Linked DNA regions of Rattus norvegicus: region 2 is linked to region 1. The links are chromatin contacts, called in public HiChIP or PLAC-seq maps. All regions are on one chromosome and are shown on one strand. Each heading gives the region's core, a stretch centred on a gene start, on an enhancer-like site or on the middle of the called end of the contact. The rest is flanking DNA. Distances are from core to core; before and after follow the strand shown. Region 1 holds the start of Ccnj (cyclin J). Region 2 holds the start of Zfp518a (zinc finger protein 518A).

The links. HiChIP or PLAC-seq counts read pairs in DNA pulled down with a chosen protein or histone mark.
Region 2: a contact with region 1 is called in an H3K27ac HiChIP or PLAC-seq map of oligodendrocytes, with 3 times the contacts expected there. The contact joins the promoter of Zfp518a here to the promoter of Ccnj in region 1. A contact is called at or near these places in 1 of 12 Hi-C or Micro-C datasets (frontal cortex) and 1 of 1 datasets of contacts at active chromatin or transcription factors (oligodendrocytes).

What each region holds. Positions count from the first base shown.
Region 1 is chr1:249,607,726-249,610,251 of GRCr8, reverse strand. Ccnj (cyclin J) reads right to left here and starts at 1,261. Exons shown (of 6, transcript NM_001106369.1): 1 at 1,097-1,261; 2 at 431-540. The coding sequence starts at 499. Cc2d2b (coiled-coil and C2 domain containing 2B) reads right to left here. Exons shown (of 34, transcript XM_063280394.1): 34 at 1,358-2,526.
Region 2 is chr1:249,668,420-249,670,945 of GRCr8, reverse strand. Zfp518a (zinc finger protein 518A) reads right to left here and starts at 1,260. Exons shown (of 5, transcript NM_001030038.2): 1 at 1,213-1,260.

The sequences.
Region 1 (2,526 bases), core at 12-2,511:
AGTAGTCTGAAGTCTCACGGCAAGTTTGGCAAAAGGCTGGAGAACGGAGTATGTATGGGGCTTACAACAGCTACTTGTAACAGCAAGGTATTTTCTAGTACAAGGCTCTCGCGCTCTCTCTCTCTCTCTCTCTCTCTCACACACACACACACACACACACACACACACACACACACACACACACACACACACCCATGGTCCACATGGCAACACTGGAACATCATCAACCTTCCTTCTCCCAACTACCACGCCCCAGTTCTCTTCACATTTACACGTTCTCCTGATGCATTCGAGGGAAGGAAGAAGTTAATTAACTTTGACAAATAAGCAAACTCGCCTTCTCTGGCCTGGAAGGAAGAGAGTAAAGAACCTGACTGGCCTTTCCAGGAAGCCCAAGAGCCGGGATGGGAAGGTCGGGTCTCGGGGTTACCTTGTACCGAAGCGCCTGGTGAATATCCGCAGCCAGCTGTCCTCGCCACCACTGCCCCTCCAGCTCCATGGAAGCCGGAGGCGCGCCCAGCCAGACGCCGCAACTTCAGTCTGGAAGACACGCCCCAGACGCGGTCACCGCCAGCAACTCTCCCCGTGTCCCCCCACGACCCTCCGCGCGCCCCCTCCTCCAGGGATGTGATCTCAGGTCACCCCGCGCGGCTGCTCATCTTCACCTGACCCGACCCCAAGCCATCCTCCAAGGCCAGTAAGGCCCGATCTACCCAGTTGGGAAGCTCCGGCTTAGTCTGCAATCGTCCGCTGCACGAGCTACAGAAAAGTGCGAGCTCGGAAAGCTCAGGGCCCGACGGCCCGCTTCGCGCTCTCTGAGTCCTGGGTTCGAACTCAGTCGCCCGCACATAGGCGCAGGAGCCCTGACTCTGTCGGGACGCCGCCGGAATGGAGGGTGACCAGGGCGCGAGGCCAGGTCCGCGCCGACAGCCCGGCACGCTCCACCACCCTGGGGATCTGAGGTGCGCCCGCCGCGGCGCGGCCCGGGAGCAACGAACAAAAGGCCGGGCGGGCCGGCAGCCGTGCTGCGCGCCTCGGAGCCTCCTCTCGCTTCGCTGCCCTCCCGCAGGCCTGCCCGGCCCACGCGGGTTCTTACCCGGAACCGCGGCCCTCACAGCCCCAGCCGGGCCGGCGTTCGCGGGGCGCCGGCAGCGTTCATGCCGCGGACAGTCGGCCGCGAAGCCCCCACCTCAGCTTGGGCCCAGCACCCGGGCGCTCGCGCCGCCCATTGTTAAAGGACCGGCAGGCGGCTCGCTGTACAAAGCCAGCGCCGGGGCACGGGCCGCCCGGCGCTGCCAATCCGCTCTCGCGATACAGCGGGGTCGCGCCGCGCCATCCAATCGGCGGCCGGGCCGAGCCAGGTGCGAGTCCGTCTCCACAGCCCCCGCCTAGTGTCGGGCCGTCTCGCTCTGCAACCCAGGCTGTCTGTCGGCGCCCGAGGGCTGCTCACCTGCAGAGAATCTCCGATCGGTCCCGGGTGCGGGCAGAGAAAGTTGCGGTGCCTCAGCCCTGCGATTAAAACTGGGCGGCGCGGGTGTGGCCCGCTGTCTCACTTCCAAGGGGCTGCTCTCCCGGACCCCCCAACCCCAACCCCAAACCTTCCAAATGGCTTTAGCTCTTACCAGTCCCTAAAGCGCTTTGGTTGTCAAGTTCTACTTCAGTTTCCCCTCTAAACCCAGTACTCTTTGAGCTCTTCTAACTCAGCTTTTCTTGTTGCTTTCGCTTCAGCGATTCACGACTGGAATTAACATCTTTAGCAACCTGGCTTGTCAAATCCATAATGGATGTAATTGGCCATCTGTGGTGGTCAATGAAGAAACCCTAAACGGTGGGAACAACACTCACTCAATAGAGGTGATGCTGGAATTGGTGTGTGAGTAACAGAAACCCCATCAATTATATTTGAAAGTGGACCACCATAAAAGAAGTAGACGGGTCCACAGATATAGAGCGACTCTTTTTCAATATTTAAACATAAATCATGAGACCTCACCCCTTACTTTGAATATTTTGTTAAGAAAGAGGAAGAGTGACAAAGGGCTACTACAAAAAGATGAGTGCACACGGCGGGGAGCCTGACTTATCACACCGGTGTTTGCATACATCCCGGAAGGACTGCTGCAGACCCCGGTGTGACAATGTTACACAATGCCCGGGGAAAGCAGGGATTCAGGAACTGATGGGAAGAAAATGGAAGCGTACACGTGAAAGTTGGCAGAACCCAGCCTAGCCTGGTGCAGTTGGGGAAGAGGCTACTGGCAGAGGAGAAGGACGTTATCTGACTAAAATTTTCATGTCGTTTATGGTATTTAAATAGTACCCAAGTCCTCGGTTTCCAATTCATGACTAGTAAGCAGCTTTATGGCGATAATTTGGCTTCCAAATGACTTAAGAGTCCAGGCCTTCTTAAGAACCTTTTCGGAAAAGTGGGTCACAGACTGTAATCGTCTGTGTGATCCTGTAATAAGCAGGTTGTCCTACAGTCTCTACTTTGAAGACGTTTGCCGGGAGATACTGGTTTAGAAA
Region 2 (2,526 bases), core at 11-2,510, 61 kb before region 1:
TCACCTTAAATGCTTTCTAATCATTCTAACCATACCTAAGCTTTAGAGCACACTCAAATCAGATCTGTTTTGCTGGGGGGGAAAGCAATCCAATTAGTATTAGTAAAATGTGCATTAAAAAAGACTTTCAAATTAATGACGTCCCCATCACGATGTGAGTTGTTTTCACATTACATCCCTGAGATAATCACAGTTCAACATTGTCATGAATTCCTTAAAAACTGACGCTCCCCTTCCCATTTTCAAGACTTTTGAAAAAAATAATTCACAAACACTAAATGCCCCAAATTTAAACCTGAGGCGAAAAATGACCCTTAACGTTGGTGTTCTAAACTTCTAAGTTCCATCTGTTTCATTGATCTAGATTAGAGTTAAAACACATTATCATCTATGCATTCAGACCGAATACTTTAGAGTTACCAAAGCCATCTAACTCAAAAGACTACACACTTAACAAAGAGGACACCATGTTAAGAACAGATTCAAGATGGACCCTACAAGTGAAAAAAGCCAGTTACGAAGAAATCCATCTGCCACTGGGTGTGGTTGGGGGGGTCTACAAAGAGGAGCACTTTTTTGCCCAACTCTCAGGGCGCGCAGTGCGTGCGCCAGAGAGCGGGGAGTCTCTGCAAGGTAGAGCCCCCAATAGCCATAGACTGGGCCCACAGTAGGGATGCCGTCGAGGCGGGCGAGCGAACCTACAGCTCGAGGGGGTGCGGACTGAGAGCTGCCCATCCCGTCTCCACCAGCCGCGGAACCCGACGAGTGATGGCTTCGCGCGCCAAACGCCCCCGCATCGCCCCCAAACGCCGCGCCCGATCCGCCCCTTTCCCCGGAGTTCCGCTGCCCCTCCGACGCGCGGAAGTACACTGTCGCGGCGCTCGCCCAAGTCCTAGCCTCTGAGACCGTGGGGAGTTCTTACAGACAAACTTACAACAAGCCCAAGCCGAGACGACAATGACCAACCCTAATAGCTGGCAAGAGCCCCTGGTTAAAAACCAATGACTTCTCTAGAAAACTTTGCGGCAAGTTGGCCGGAAGCGCTGAATGGACGGGACTATTTAACATGAGCTTCCTATCACAAGAGGCGGATCCCTAGACCACTTCGAGGAAAACCTGGCACCCCACGAATTCGCCCTTGGTCCCTTGCTGCCTCTCTGTGTGCGCCCCGACATCCTAACTGGTCTTGGCGGCTCCGCGCACAGGGAATACCTGTCGTGGTCCCCATTGCCTGCGAGTCCCAGATGGCGGCCATTACCCCTCCATCCGGGTATTGCCGGAAAGCAGAGCGCCGCGCTGCCGGCTGCGGCGGAGGGATCCGCGCTGCACCTGAGGCGAGCGGAAGAGAACGGCGGCCGGAAGGGTACGCGCCTTAGCCTTACGATAGTAGGCCATGGCGCTGAGTCCACGGCTGACCTCAACAGAAGGCGCCTCCCTGCGTCCTAGCTCACCACTCCCCCTCAACTCACCAGCAGCGGGGATTCTACTGCCGGTGGAAGAGCGGGAAAATGGCTACTGTACTTCCCCAAGTAGACACCAGAAGCAGGGGCTGGTGCGCTTGGCAAGCCTTGGCTGACAGGAAATGGAGAGTCTCAACCCAGAGATTTTTAACCAGCCCCGTCTTAGCAAATGGCGTCTTCCCTGTACTTACTCGGATCACGCAAGTTCTGGTATCCCTTGAAGTCCTAGCTGTTGAACGAAGCAGCCATCCAAAGCTCTGGTCCACAAGGGAGCCAACCCTGAGTTCGAAAGCAGCCTCACAGGCTACTCTGTGAGGGACGGTCTTCTCCCAACACAGGACGACCTCCTCCCAAGGCCTGGAGGTCTCATCTGAGCGAAGGAAGCCCTCCCCGCGAAGAAAACCCTTGCACACACATCACAGTCTCAAAAATGGAATCCTTGCCCCCAAGAAAAGAATCCTCCCCCAACAACACACAAGAGTCGTACAAAGTTCAAATGTGGCCCCTCTCTTTCAGAACGTTTCAGAAGCCTACTAATCTCACTTGGTAAATAATTACCTTCCTTAAAAGGAAAAAAAAAAAAAAACCCACACGTGGAAGCACTGTGGAAACTGCTGCCATCAAAAACACGAGGCGGAGGGATATAGCAAAATATTAAAACTCGAAACTATGAGAATTTTGGCTTCGACTGTGTGCCGTAGGTTTTTTTGGGGGGAGGGGGTGTAACCCCTGGCCCGCGCAAATTTTTCCTAAAACCAACTTTAAAACTTTTAAGAATTTTCCATTGTCTTAGGATATGCTTTTGAGTGCATTGACCTGTTGCCATACGAACTTTACCCTTTAATTTAACAAAGGTGTGGGGGGGGGGGATAAGAAAAACACACTGTGTACCCTTAGTTTTGGGTGGTAAGTATGTTGGTGTACAGCAGTCCTCCTAGAACAGGCAAGCTGAAGTTCACACAAGAAGTACAATTATAACTATAAAATTGAAAGTGAAATCTATTAATATCAAAGTATATAATATAAATATAATATAGTATATACTATATAGTGATGTTTGAAAAAT